3 separate regions of the Mus musculus genome follow, and regions 2 and 3 are each linked to region 1. A link is a contact called in public promoter capture Hi-C data. All regions are on one chromosome and are shown on one strand. The core of a region is the stretch at or near the end of the contact, and the rest is flanking DNA. Distances in the headings are between cores, read along the strand shown. Region 1 holds the start of Rheb (Ras homolog enriched in brain). Region 2 holds the start of Dnajb6 (DnaJ heat shock protein family (Hsp40) member B6). Region 3 holds the start of Rbm33 (RNA binding motif protein 33).

The links. Promoter capture Hi-C pulls out the DNA fragments that hold promoters and counts their contacts.
Region 2: a contact with region 1 is called in a promoter capture Hi-C map of pre-B cells. The contact joins the promoter of Dnajb6 here to the promoter of Rheb in region 1. A contact is called at or near these places in 2 of 39 promoter capture datasets (cranial neural crest and pre-B cells).
Region 3: a promoter capture Hi-C map of cranial neural crest shows a contact between it and region 1. The contact joins the promoter of Rbm33 here to the promoter of Rheb in region 1. A contact is called at or near these places in 2 of 39 promoter capture datasets (cranial neural crest and pre-B cells).

The regions. Positions count from the first base shown.
Region 1 is chr5:24,839,306-24,844,284 of GRCm38.p6, forward strand. Rheb (Ras homolog enriched in brain) reads right to left here and starts at 3,056. Exons shown (of 8, transcript NM_053075.3): 1 at 2,880-3,056. The coding sequence starts at 2,931.
Region 2 is chr5:29,733,229-29,738,207 of GRCm38.p6, forward strand. Dnajb6 (DnaJ heat shock protein family (Hsp40) member B6) reads left to right here and starts at 2,670. Exons shown (of 8, transcript NM_011847.4): 1 at 2,670-2,888. Gm5129 (predicted gene 5129) reads right to left here and starts at 2,708. Exons shown (of 1, transcript NR_028426.1): 1 at 2,106-2,708.
Region 3 is chr5:28,314,243-28,319,221 of GRCm38.p6, forward strand. Rbm33 (RNA binding motif protein 33) reads left to right here and starts at 2,947. Exons shown (of 19, transcript NM_028234.1): 1 at 2,947-3,168. The coding sequence starts at 3,126. It overlaps Gm35602 (a long non-coding RNA gene), which reads right to left and starts at 2,845. Exons shown (of 5, transcript XR_003955879.1): 1 at 2,252-2,845; 2 at 266-365.

The DNA of each region.
Region 1 (4,979 bases), core at 1,806-4,305:
TTGAATGGGTCAGAATCCATTGTGATTATATTCTACGGGGAACAGTCAATCACGTCAGGTACCAACCTTTCCCTAGGAAGAATCCAACAGCATCAGCTGTGTTCTGACAAGGTCTAACTCATCTACTCTTTTTCGAGACAGGGTTTCTCTGTGTAGCCCTGGCTGTCCTCGAACTCAGAAATCCACTTGCCTCTGCCTCCCAAGTGCTGGGATTAAAGGTGTGCACCACCATGCCCGGCTGACTCATCTACTCTTGCTGAACTGCCACTCACCAAACCACAACCATTTCATTTTATAAACTTCCACATCCCTGTGATCTCGTCCCTCTTAGCAATACAAGGAATACACACAACAAATAAGCTTTTGGAAAGATGATCTAATGACAAACTAGATTACCAACACTCTGGAAGATATTCCAGAGAGACTACCAGACGCAAGACAGTTTACTTTTTTGACAGTTTTGACTGGAGGAGTCCTCACTAAGGACTCAGCTGTAGTAACAACAACGCACCATGAGGAAACTGCTACATATGGCCACCACCAAAATTAACAAAAAGGACCTCCATAAAAGCCAGACTGAATTACAGGTGACATGTCCATAAAACTTCCCTACTGCAAGTATCAGGAAAATACTGCAGAAGGAAATTTTACTGACTTGAAAGCCTAATAATGAAAAAAAAAATTACATTTCAGTTTTTGCTGAAGGCAAACTTAAAAGTCTGTGGCATCATCAAGTAACAATGCCCAGCAGTCTAGTCAGAACAGAAAACAGCATTTACGCAAGAAAACAGTAAAAAAGGACATGGCTGCCAATCCCCACCACACCACATCTAGAAACAGTGAAATTTCTATAGTCTGCCACCACACACATCTCTAAGTTCTAATAAGTGGTCAATTCCCAGAAGAGTGGCTAGTACATGCTGAAAAGACCAACTACTCCTCTACAAAGAATCCAGAAACTAGAAAATATGTCCTTCATATGAAAGCAAACTAAAGTTAAATGCAACATTAGCAATAATGTAGTATCTTACTTTAGGCATTACACTTGAAAACAAGTATAGAGAATACAGGCTGCAACACACCAAGGGCATTGCATACAGGTCTACAATCCTGTGTTCCTCCCCGGGCTAGCACTACACTTACAACCAGCAGCCCAGAGTGAATGTTTGTGAGAAGGATAGGAGTAGCCAGACACATCTATCCTGGCTCTAGTGGGGCTTTCCCAGGAAAACCAGTCTAGGCTATACAGTGAGTCGAGGACTACCCGGGTTACATAAGACCTTGCCTAAAAAAATCAGGATGGTTTTCTATTGACAGAAGTTCTTAGCAAAGGAGACATAACACTACACTTATTTAAACCCATTGCCATTTCAAAAATTACAATAAAATCCAGACTGGTAGAATATTCTCTTGCATTGAAAACAGGTAACCCTGATACTTGTGACTTATTTATGCCTTGCATTCAAGATTACTATCTTCAATTAGTTATCTGATTAGAGGGTACTCAATCAACAGCCAAGTTACATCATGGTCTCATTCTCCAAATTTGGAGGGAATTCAGAAAACAGTATGGTGACTCAGACAACCAACACTGGTTACATCAGGAGTTCTATCTTGGTGTGAATGGATTCACCGTAATTTTGTGCCTGTTAACTCTAGGGTTGCAATTGTTAAAGCAGTCACCTACTCTTTCCTACTATGAACACCTCAGCACTGCACTATGCACGTGTCACCTTTCCACTCTAGGCACTCCCATCTGTCACACTGTCTCCGATCTTCCATTCCCTTCCTAAGGAGTTTCTCCAGTTCTTGAGGAGAGAAGGTGAAAAGTAAGCAGGCCCTGACTGATCTTGGTCAAAGAGCACAGAGCCGGGCACCAGCAGTGGAAAGCAGGGTGAGAACGCAGAATGAACCGCCTAGCAGGAGCCCATCCAGTGGGGAAGGTGTTCTACTGCCAGACTCTCCACTCCTCAGTGGTCCCTGTCAAACGCACATTTTCTGGAGACAGTTACATCTTTCAAACAGCACTAAAGATGAACGTGACAGTCCCCTGTTCCGGTCGGTCAAAAACAATAAAGCCTCACCCTGCAGCGTGGTTAAGTTCAAATGTCCTGTATCACACGATGGACTGAATACTACTGTCTGGACACCGCGTTCCCTCCCCACCCCACCCAGGACCACCTCTATTCGGCAAAAAGGTGATTACTAGGAACAACTTTAAATGTATGTCAATCGCTTGGTGGTGGTGTTAGGAAAACAAACGGGCTTTTGAATTACTTTAACAGCCTGGTTCCAAGTGCCTGGCCTTGTTTCTCCTCAAAGGGGAAAAGAAAAATAGGACACATTAGAGACGTCTTTCTCCTCTTCCCTGTGCTGGCTGCCAGATGCTACCTAGCTGGCCTGTGAGGGGTCCAGTCTAGGTTTCTTGGAGGCGGAAAACTTGGTAGCCAAACGTCTTGAAGTTTCCCTGTTTTCTTTAAAAGGCTTAACTTCTTTGCAGATGGAAAGGTCACAAGGAGAGGTTTCCTTTGTTGAAATGCCCGGGGCTTGTGGGATTGGGGAAACGGGTGGGGACAGACCGTGCTTAGAGAAGGCGGGACAGATGCGGGGATCCGACTAGGCTGCTCCGGGCCGCAAGACTCCCGGGCAGTGGCCCGCGGCTCCTACGCCGAGGGAAGGACGCGGCCGCCTCGGCCTGCCGCCCCGCCACCTGTCCGCCGCGCCTGGGGACAGGGGAAGGCGCCGCCGCCTCCACTCAAAATGGAGGTTATGAAACGCGCGCCGCCCGCCCGCCCGCCACATGGCCGCGCCGCCACAAACTTCGCAGGCGCGTCCGCGTCCTGGGGCTCAGCCCCGACATCGCCCGGGCCGCCACTCACCCACAGACCGGTAGCCCAGGATGGCGATCTTCCGGGACTTGGACTGAGGCATCTTGGTGGCCTGCTCAGCCCCGACCCAACCACATTAACCGCGGCGGCGGCGGCTCCTCCGGCTCAGACTATCGGCGGCGGCTGCGCCGGGAGAACGCGGCATACAGAGCACGGCGGCGGGCGCGGCTGCCTCTCGCTCGCTCGCTCGCTCGCTCCTTCTCTAGCTCGCTCAACCGCCCGGAACCGAACGCGCGGGCCCTCCCCCAACAACACACCCACGTGACCGCGCGCGGCCCCGTCTGCGCCGCCTCCCGCCGCCGCCTCCCAGCCCGGAACGCGCGGGGGAGCGTCGGGGAAACGTTTTACTTTAAAGGGAAAAAGCGGAGACGCCCCAAAGCCCCCGGAAAAGTCACGACCGAAACTCGCTGCGTCATGACCCTCCCACCTACTTCCGCCGCTTTTTAATTACGACAATCCTGCCCGAGCTCTGACTGGACGGCTCCCAGACTGCCGCGCGATGACGCAATGGAAACTCCGTCTTCTATTGGGGATTGGAAGGGTGGAGCCAAGGAGAGGTGCCGCTCAGCGGGGAGCTAAAAATAAATTCTGTCTGCTTTTGCTCGGCGGGGCGCCTGCGTGGTCCAAAAGCGTGGCCCTACCGGCGGGTGGGCGGGCGGGCAGGCAACTCCTCAGTGATTGGCTAATGTGGGTGCGGGGGCGGAACCAGAGGCGTGAAGCACGGTGATTGGTGAAGTGCTGAGCCGTTGGCCGACTTGCGCCTGCCGGCCCTTAAAAGGAGCGAGGCGCGTGGCCCTAGCTGACGGACTGTAGGTTGGCTGACACCTCGCTTCGCACTTGTCTATACTTCAAATTACCGTCCTGCTATGTTAGCTTTAGTCTGGGCTTAACGTGGGTGGTGACTAAGCTTTATTCGTGGCTGAGGAACTGTGGGAAGAATGAAATCTGTGCAGCTCGCAAATGTCAGAAATTCCATTAAAAGCAGCGCGAGCTGACCAGTCCTGGTGCCGACTCGGGCAACACGCCGGGTGGCACGCACCTCGCACAGACAGGCGCGCGCGTGGGAGTCCTGCAGCCAGATCAGTGCGTCTTTTCATACTGAACACTCGAGAGGTTATTTCTGGAGAAACGTGAAAGTCAGCCATTGTCAAAAACGCCGAGGAAAAGGAGGAGGCTTAGCTGTCTGGTGTGGGCGGGCCATGCCTGAAAAGGGAAGGCTGTCATATTTTCTACAACAGTCGTACAGGCAGAAAGCTCTTGTTTCCAGAGAACTAGAGGAGTTGAGATATCCTCATATTGAAGAACAGGGTGGAAAGCTAGACCCTAGGCCTAGTTCATCGAAGTCCAAACTAAAGGCTAGGCCTGGAAATAAAGGTGCCAAGAGAGAACAGCACACTTGTCCTTAATTTTTTGCCCTTCACAATAGACTTATTTTTATAGGGTCTCACGTAGTCCAGGCTGGCCTGGAATTCTTAGAGATCCACCTGTCACTGCCTCCGAGGTGCTGGGATTAAGTGCTGTTCTGCTACCTTGATCTTTCAATTCTCTTTTCTCTGTCCAAATGCTAGGATTACCGACTTCCAAACCATGTTTATTCGGTGCTTGGGATTGGACCCAAGATGAACTCAAGTTCTCAGAGAACTGAGCCATAACTGCCTTCCCCTTTGAACTATCTTAAGTATTTTAAAACAGACTCAGGTTAAACGTATATTCAGCAGATGCCCCAATCCACCAGTGTTCTTGAGCTCGTAGCACTTTAGTCCGTGGTAATGTAGCTAGCATAAGGTTACCTTGCAGTGGGGTGGGAGGTTCAGCAAGTTGCATCAACCAGTAAAACCACTTGCTACACAAACCTCACAACCTGACTTTGATCAGTGTATACCAAAGTGGAAAAAGAACTGACTCGTGGTTGTTCTTTGGCCTCTATATCCGTTCTAGTTTATGAACACATCTGCACACTATTACTGCTGCTGCTGCTGCTGCTGCTGCTACTACTACTACTATTACTACTACTACTACTAAATAGAACAGGATACAAACAACATGCTATGCATAATTGAAATCTATATTCCTGTTGGGTGTCTTTGTATC
Region 2 (4,979 bases), core at 1,420-3,919, 4.9 Mb after region 1:
TGAATTTCTGAGTTTGAGGCCAGCCTGGTCTACAGAGTGAGTTCCAGGACAGCCAGGAGTACACAGAGAAACCCTGTCTCAAAAAAAAAAAAAAAACCAAAAAATCAAAAACCAACCAAACAACAACCCCCCCCCCCCCAAAAAAAAAAGGAAAAAAAAAAAAAACCCTAGCCAGCCACAAGACTGAGGTCAGATTGTCCCAGCCAAAGGGAAAAAGATACAAATCTGAACTTGTGTTATGCTTGCTAGCTTAGTTTGGGTCATGGCACACTATTCTGCAAAGAGAAATTAACTCTGTTTGTGTGTCTTTGTTGTCACTGAGAAAAATGTCTTCAAGAGATTGAACCCAGGAGCTGGTGCACACAAGGCTTGTCTGGAGCCCTGGCTTATACTCCCAGATCCATGAACACTTTTTTTCCAAATTGTTCAGTCAAGGGGTGTTGAATATGGTGGCTCTTACCTGTAATTTCTAATTTCTGGAGGTTAAGGCAAGAAGATTATCTCAAGGTTGTTGCCAGTGAGGTCTACACAAACAAGACAGTAAGACTTTGCCTCAAAAAAAAAAACAAAACAAAACAAAAAAAAAAAAAACAAAAATCAAAAACCAAAAAACAAAACAAAAAACCAGGAAATGGAAGTGATGCCTGAGGATTTCTTTTCAGAGACCTATATTTTTTTTTTCATTTTTTTTTCCGCTTTTTTTAAAAACAGAAGTCTCATTCTATATATTCTGTAGTCTTGGATGAACTGACCTCACAGAGATCCTCCACCTCTACCTCCCAAATTCTGGGATTAATAAGGTGTTCATTGGGGCTGGAGAGATGACTCAGTGGTTAAGAGCACCAACTGCTCTTCCAAAGGTCCTGAGTTCAAATCCCAGCAACCACATGGTGCCTCACAACCAACCGTAATGAGATCTGATGCCCTCTTCTGGTGCATCTGAAAACACCTACAGTGTACTTAGATATAATAATAAACAAACAAACAAACAAGGTGTTCATTCCCAGCCCCCAAAAGACTTTAATATAGATTTAATATCATGGGTCTTTTGAAAGCTCTGGGGAAAGATAAAACTAGGTCTACATGCAAACATGCACATGTCTGGAGTGAATCACATCCCCTGGAGCTGGAGTACTAGGCAGTTGTGGATCACCTGATATGGGTGTTGGGAATTGAACTCAGATCCTCTAGAAAGAGCAACTAATGTTTTTTACTGAGTCATCTCCTCAGACCCTGTGTTAGAATTCTTTTTTTTTTTTTTTTTTTTTTTTCTGAGACAGGGTTTCTCTGTGCAGCCCTGGCTGTCCTGGAACTCACTCTGTAGACCAGGCTGGCCTGGAACTCAGAAATCTGCCTGTCTCTGCCTCCCAAGTGCTGGGATTAAAGGCATTTGCCACCACTGCCCTGCGTGTTAGAATTCTTAAATGTCATGTGGCAAGAGGCTTCAGCCAGACTCTGAGGCGAGGGGACTCCTTTCCCTATTCTCTACCTTATAACTGGCTTTGTCTTTCGGCGCTGCTTCAATAGAAAGCTTGGGTTGCTGGGCTGTCAGCCCTGGAGTATGCAAGCACACACACCTTCCACTCGTCACTAGGCCAGACTCCTTGATTCCTGCCATTGAGGGTGGTAGTGGGTAAGATTGAGAGCAGAAAGGTGGAAGGAGAGGTGGAGGAAGGTAAAGGAAAGGGCGGGAACTTTTGTGCTTAGTTTTCATTTCAGTCTTGGACAGCCATCTTGTAGGGCTGAAAGTCAATTAGAAAAGAGATCTGGCCAAATTCTATGTTTCACAAAAGGGGAAGTGTAGTGTTTGGGAACCTTGGGGGCAGAACAGAAGCAAGGAGACAAGGAGCCATTCTGGAGGGTTCTATCTGGAGTTGAGTATATCCTACATGTGAGGGAGCATCCAAGGATCTGTGACTTCAGATCATGGGTCTCCACATCTTCTGTGCTTGTCCTTCTCAGGCGTTGAGAAGGTGGGCGTCCAACCATAACATTCTGAGATCAATATGTTCTCTTTCATTCTTACTTTCCAGTGCAGTGTTAGCTAACCTTTTGAAACTTACTGGGCAAGATGAAAAACTACTCATCCTATGGGTGTAAGTGGGGGTGGGGTGAGGATTTAAATGTCTATTTATTTATACAGGAGCTTATTGATTTATTGAGACAGGAGCTTATTGTGGGATCTGATGTCCTTCTCGGGTGTGTCCGAAGACAGTACATTCACATACAAAAAGTAAATACATCTTTAAAATAACCGTGTTTGAAATCTAGACCCTGGATTCAGCACTGCGAGTTGGTAATGATGAGGCCTCTCACGGTTCACTCTAAGTCGGGCCTGCTTGTTGGGTCGGCCGAACCTCGGGACCACAATTCTCCAAGTCCATAGGAGTGTGAGTCATACTACGCTATCAGGTCCTTATCTCCGAATCCACTGTGTCAGAGGCTGTGAGCGTCCTTCCTCCCAGCCTGCTTCCGGGCAAACGCAGGCTCCTTGGTTCGGCTACAGTCGCCTCAGGCTTTAGAGCCCTCCAGGCACAGAGCTTGCGCAAGGGGACGCTTCCCGCCCTATTCAGCCACCTTCGCCTATGTAAACCCTCCAGAATCCCACCGTCCTCAGCTCCGAGAATCTTCCGGAACGCTAGACCAGCGCTATCAAGTCCGACGCGCACGGAGGCTGCTGCGCACGTTAGCTTCAGGGCCGGGCGGAAGTCGACGTCGCCGGGCCGCGCCGCCACCGCGTGACGCACTTCCTGTTTGTTGTTGGAGAAAAGAAGAGAAAGGAAAGCGCGAGGAGACGCCGCCGCCGCCACCGCCACCAGCGCAGCTGTGCCACAGCCGCGAGGAGACCGGCCGCCTGACTTCCCTCCTCGCTGGCCGCCGTGTCCTCGGTGAGGGTCCGCGAGCCGCGGCGAAAAGCAGGGTTGACTACGGCGGGAGGGGAAGGCCTGCGAATGGGCTAACCCGCTTGGCTCCCGGAATACGGGTGCAGGAACCGGGTCGACAGTGGGGCCGGTACTGCTCACAAGGCCGAACGGGTTCCAGTCTAGGCTGTAGTCTTGTGTCTAGGTCTGGGGCTTAAGGTGTTCCTGGTCTGGGCCGGTTGTAGATTGGGTCTGTGGAGAGCGTTTGCCGTTCTTGGTCAGGCCTAGCTCGGGGCTTAGCTGCGGTCCGCTTCCCTAGTTCTCTGGTCGAAGGTGGCGGTTGGGTCCGGCACGCGCTAGGTCGGCCGCAGAGCTCCAGGAGTAGGCAAGGCTGGTGTCACCCAGTCCTGGCGTCCTCACTGCATTCTGCAAGCAAGGGGTCAGGTGGCCTGCGAAGAGCAGGACTCCCATGGAAGGCGCAATCACCGGCCCAGGCCTCCAGGCAGCGAAGGGGGCCGGGTGGGAAGGCCAAGGCGGTTTCCAGGGACTGTTGGGAAGTTTGCTAGGCGACCCGCCTGGCTCAGCTTACTTTTAAAACTAGTTTGATGTTGGCCTCGAAGGTTGCTTTGCTGTGGTTTACGTAACAAAGTTTATGTAACTGGAGTTTACACTAAGTCTTAATTTACTTCGGTTGTGTTGACAAGGAACTCTGCACTGCAAACTAAAAGGTCTTAAAAACTTTGGAGATGGAGTTTTTTTTTTTTTTTTTAAACAGGAGGGGTTTGTCAAGTTTTAAAAGCTTTGTTACCGAAGAAGTTGTATGTGAACCGTTGAAAGGGAATGGTGGGGATGGTCCCACCTTCTAAGGTGGGGAGTGCCTGCCCAGTGCAGCCACTTTGGTTTTTTTGTAACGTCTTTATTTGAACCTTAGATTTGTGGTTAGGGTTTACGCATTCTAGGCCGTAGAATCTCAGGACGCTCAGCTTGCTAGGGAAGTGATACCAACTTTAAGGCAACTGTTTTAGTAGAAATATTGGACATAAAAGCCAGAGGAGGGAACAACCTAAAGAACAAGCGCCCTGATATTTGAACTTAGTCTGTTCTTGTTTGTAAAGTAAACCCCACAGTAGACTTACTGATTCCTGGAAGGACTCCTTTGTTGTACTTTGGGATATCGCCACCACAGGCCGAATTGCCCTCCGGTGTGTGATTACGGTGTCATCAGTACACACACTTGGGTGGAGCTTTGGAATTAGGAAGAACATGAAAGAAATATGGGAAGAAATGCTGCCTTTTGTAGGTATGGTTGACTTGGAAGTTTCAGTCTTCTCTTCACTCTTGCCCAGGCAGACCATGCCTGTCTTTTTGTTTGTTTGTTTGTTTGTTTTTGAGACAGGGTTTCTCTGTAGCCCTGGCTGTCCCTGAACTCACTTTGTAGACCAGGCTGGCCTTGAACTCAAATCTACCTGCCTCTGCCTCCCAAGTGCTGGGATTAAAGGCGTGTGCCACCACGCCCGGCTTGCAAACTTTTTTGGTATTGTTTTGTGTACCCCTGGCTGTCCTGGAACTCACTTTGAATAGCAGCCTGATACCAAACACAGAACTCTGCCTCCTGCTGGGATTAAAAAAAGGTGTGCACCCTCTGCACCAGCCACATCTTTAGAATTGTAAAGAAGGCACTTTGTTATCCCTGTCCACTATTGGTGTGATAGCGTGTGCCTTTTACATTATTTAATACTCAAGGATGTGCGTGTACTTTTAGACCTTGTCTGATGCCTTTCTAAAGAACAAGCAAATAGAACAGAATTGTCCTTTCGACTTGGTTCTGCTTTGCAGGATTCTTAAAAACTGACACTTTGAAAATGATTGTATGTTAAGTCTTAAATTTACCCAGGACACCATCTGGTAGTGAAGGGCCTACAGTTAAAGGCAGGATTTTGTAGGAGGGATTAGAGTGGCAAATTAATATTATTTTCATGTATAGAGTTTAAGAGAGTAACTTTGGGAATAAAGTCACAGTGAGCTGTGTAGTGTTGTGTGGGTCCTTGATACCAGTAATTCAAGAGGGTGAGGTAGAATTTTAGGTAGAGGCCATCTTGGCCTGTAAAGTGAGACTCT
Region 3 (4,979 bases), core at 1,697-4,196, 3.5 Mb after region 1:
ACTCCATGTTTTGGTTGAATGCATTACTATGTGAATTCTGAGTAGGTATCCACCCTCCACCTTTATGTTTAGTATGCCAAAGCATTCTTACTTACCAACCACAACAATCAAAATCAAGCAGTTAACTGTCATATTCCACCTCTCTGATCCTGTGGCCTTCCTATTTTCACAATTGGCCCACTGATACATCTCCCTGGGAGAGCCATTTCAGTCATGGGCTGTACTTGGTGGCCATGACTCTTCTTTAGCCAGGAACTCCACCTACCTGTTTTTCCCAGACGTTCATAAATGTGATGCTTTTGAAGATTACAAACCCGCATAGAGCATTCTTCAGTAGAAGTTTCTCAACAATTAACTCAGATAGCCTTTTTAAAAAAAAAAAACAAAAAACATATGAAAGTCTATATTTGGGTCTATGATTCCAGAAGGAGAGTTCATAATGGAAGGAACGACATGACAGCATGCACCCGGGGCAGGCAGTGGAGATACTGTCTCTTCAACAAGAAAATGTGAATGTAGAAAGCGTCTCTCCCTGGAGAACTATTGATCACTGAATTCCATTTCTTTCTTGTTAGAAGATTTTACTTTCTCAATGCCATAGCTATGTTAGAGCATGAGATTTGAGTCAAGATGGATACAGAGTTGAAATCGTGATTCATTTGTTGAAAGTGCAGATCCAGAGACTTTTGATTAATTTAATCTTCACTTGCCCCACTTTTTAATTAGTAAAATGTACGGCCCTTATGGAGGCATAGAGTGTGGAGCAAATGATCATTCCATGACTTATAGACTGCCTGTGCTTCTAACTTGCTTTACTTTTTGTGCTTTCAGTCACTATTCCATTTTATTTATTTGTTTGTTTATTTATTTAAGCCAATAGAAAGTCTTTATTATAGCTGGTCAGTGACTACACTGGGTGTTAGGTAGACGTCTTTGATCTCCACAAAAGACATTGTTCTCCTACTTCATTCTGTAGGTACACAAGATTTTTATTCACTCATAATTGAAGTGTTAGTTAACTCAGGTGAAGTGTTTCAAATAGAAACTATTCTTTTGGAATATAGGATTCAAAAGCCAAGATTTGGGTGTTAGGTGTCAATGAAGGCACAGTGTGTCTCCAAGGCCACCTAGGTACTCACTGAGGGGAAGGTGCCTCCTTGGCTTAAAAGCTACTGACCTATAGAAGCCAGTGTATCTAATAGCTCTGAGAGTTCCTTTTTTTTCGAGACAGGGTTTCTCTGTATAGCCCTGGCTGTCCTGGAAATCACTTTGTAGACCAGGCTGGCCTTGAACTCAGAAATCTGCCTGCCTCTGCCTCCCGAGTGCTGGGATTAAAGGCGTGTGCCACCACGCCGGGCTGAGAGTTCATTCTTAAACCCTCACGTTTAGATAGTAACCTCAATTAGGAAAGCACAGAGGGCGAGGTTCCTGTGAGGTATTTAAGGGCTGAGCCGTGCTCTGAAACCATTTTCACCACAAGCGTTGCAGTTTGGTTTCCTGGTTGACACTGAGCCTTTAACAGGTTTCTAGAGGAAGTTAGAGAGCTGACTGAAGTGGTATGTAGTGATAAGGAAAAGGGGGTGATTAAATCTGTACTCACAGCAAGTGATCACATCTCTAAATACTAGGTGTTCCTACATACAGGTTAAATGTTTTTCTAGTGAATGTTTCAGTACAGAATGTTTAGAGTTTCCTGTCCTGGAGAATTTCAGTTTTAGGTGAAATTAAGAAAACTACTTTCTTAAGGTCATAGCTATGTTAGAACATGAGATTTGAGTCAAGGCAGACATAGAGTTGAAATCCTGACTCATTCGAAGTGGATATTCAGTGGCCTTTGAGCAATTTAATCTTCATTTGCTATAATTGAGATGCACGTCTTTTTTCATGTGTAATACGTTATAAAGTATTATGAAGTAATTTTATCATTGTACCTATTTTTGAGAGGTCTTTCTCAAGACCAGCACTGATATTATCTTGAAAATATTCTCAGTTGGGTAGTCCATCCTGAACAGTGTAAAAATTAGGAAAAGGTGACAAGGGGTTCAAGCAGTTTAGATATGAATTAATGTGCTTTCTGACAGAAATCTAGTTAGTCAGTGAGGCTCCATGCCAGGCTTACTTTTATTGGGCAATGACTTCATGACGATTTTTTAAAAAAGGAATTTTTTTTCCTTCTGTTTCTTAAATGAACATTATAAAGCAGGGATTTTAGGGATTTTTTTTTTTTTTTATGAGGAAAAATTTCAATCACCTAAAAGTTGAATTTCACAGCAGACATTCTTTTAGCTCCCTAAGACTTTCCGGGAATGTGGATGCCCGCGTCTGGAATTCTCACTGAGCGGCGACCAGCCTCCATGCCGGGCCTCTCCAAGGGCCCACCTGCGGGGCTCCTCCGCCTTCCCAGCTCGCTTTTGCCCGAAACCTCGTCCTCAAAGCCGCAGGCTTGGGGACTTGCTTTAGGATGCTCTGGAGTCCGTCTTTGAGGTCGTGGTACCTAGTGCCACCGCCACACACCTCCTCTCCTTTCCTAAGACCCTACGCGCGAGGCTTTCCGCCAGCTCGCGCGAACGCGAGTGCGCGTGCGTCGATGTAGCGTTCGCGCGCCTCAAGCTTGGGGGCGCGGTAGCCAGACTCGGCCGTTAGCGTCTCCGGCCGCGCTTCGGCTCCACTTGCCACGGCGGCTCAGCCGTCGTAAAGCGCAGCCGCGCCTACTGCTGCAAGGCGATTTATGTCGACTTTACGGCGTGTGGCCGTCCACACTCCTCCCGCCTGAAGCCTCGGCCTTCCAGCCCGGCCGAAACTGTGTCTGTGCGCTGCTCTTTCTAGCGCGCGCCGCCGGGCACTCGCTGGCGTTCAGGCACCCGGGACCTTAGGCGTCCGCCCGCCGCCGCCTGGCTCTTCCGCCCGCCTTGCTCCCGGCGTGCACCGCGGCGCGGCCATGTTGCCGTAGTGTTGTTTTCTTCCTGCGGAGGCGAGGGTCCGCTGCGGACCGCGACGCGCGGGCCTCGCCTCTGCTCGCTCGCGGGCGCCGGCCCTCGCCGCTCCCCCGCCTCCCCGGCCCGCACCAGAGCCGTCGGCCTGCCAGGAGCTCGGGGGACGGCTGAAGGCCGGGCCCGGGGACCACCATGGCGGCCGCCCTGGGCGCAGGCGGAGGAGCAGGCGCTGGAGGTACGTGGGCCGCGGCGGGGGCCGTAGACCGGGCACCCTTTATGTAGGGCCTTCGTGCTGCCCCGCCACAGACGGAGCCGCCCCGGGCTTGCCGCCGCCGTTCAGGCCGGGAGCGCGGAGCGTTAGGCCCGAGGCGGCGACGCGAGGTCGGCGGCGGCCCCGCGACGGGGTCGGGGGGCCCTGGCGACTTCCAGTCTTCTTGGAAGATGCGCCCTGGGCAGCGGCAAGCAGCCTACTCAGTGTAAAAAGAATTTTGCGGTTTATTAGGGTGCTTTAAATAAACCTATTATCATCTAAGGAAAACTTGTGTTTGGCAGTATGCTTGAAAGGGATGAAGACCGTGTACAAAGGGTTGGTTACTGAACCAGTTGTTTGAGTATTTTCATTTCGCAATCGTAAACGATATGGAAAGACTAGCCAGTTATAAGTAAAACCACGTTTTGTTGAACGAGGGTTTTTTTTTTTTTTTTTTTTTTTAAAGATGTGGAACAATAAAAAAAATGACGTTTCAGGACTTGGATAAAAGACCCTCACGGTAAAATGTGGACAACAAAAGCATTTGCCAGCTAGTTCTGGCTATAGACACTTGAACTATTCTACATATTCCAGAGGTGTTAGTGATGCTTACTTACAGATTGGGGGTTGGGGTGGGCATGTTAAACAACCCTGCTTAGGAGTTCTGACCTCAAAACAAAAAACCCAAACGGCAGAGACTACATCCAGAATGCCATTTCTGGCAGGATGTGGTATGGTATATGTCACTGCCAGCTTACATAGATGATTTTTTTTTTTTTAACATGCAGATTCGAGGCTTTCTAGTTAAATGCTTAAAATACATTTTGTCTACTCTACCTGATTAGAGAAGGTAAAAACTTAAGGTTTTATATGTGAGTCTCAGTGTTATGGGAGCCCTTGGGTCAAAGCTGTTTTTAAAAGATGAAGATGATATTTTCATTTTCCATTTTTTCTCACTAGTGTGGTTTGGTTTTCCAGAGGCTGTGTGGCATGTGAAGACTTGACATGGATGGCTTGGGGACTATGCGCTTTTATGATCTTTTAAGTTTCTCATTTAAAACTTTAATAGTAAAAACTGATAAATATCCACACAAATAAAACTTGAGGGCTGTATATTAGTTTTTAGCCAGAAAGTTTGAGGGTTGTAATTTTAGAAGGCTAGATTGCCTTTTTGGAAGTTTGGAATTTTTCTTCCATCTTAATATCTTGTCAGCATTTCCATTGCTTAGACTTAATCCAAACTCCTTGGGAAAGTAGGCAAGTTCTTTTGAATATTCACCTTGGTGCTCAGCAGCTCTGCAGTCCTGGAACTGCTGGACCTCTTCAGCCCATGTGCAGTACACTGTTCCTGCCTTGAAGGGGTTACACTCCTATTGGTAGTTGGTCATCTCTGAGGCTTACTGTTGGGTAAGTTCACCCTTTCTAGTTCTTTCTGAACCCTGGCTGGTTCAACTTAGCTGTTTTGGCTCAAGCTCTTCTCAAGCTGATCGATCTGGCTTCTCTGGGATGGCTTCTCCTGGATTGCTCTGTTTGGCCTCACACCAACTCTAGCAACCTTTTCTAATCTTCTGGCTTCTTCTCATTTTCTGGCTTGTTCTCTCCTTCAACCTGTCTTTGTAAAACTCGCCAGTAAAACTGCCCCCTTCCTCCTTTTCTTTTTCCTTCTTTCCCTTTCCCTCCCTCCCTCCCTCCCTCCCTCCATCCCTCCATCCCTCCATTCCTCCCTCTCTCCCTTCCTTATTTTCACTTATTGTCTGCCACTCAATTAGACATCCCTTTCAAACATTGGTGCTTTC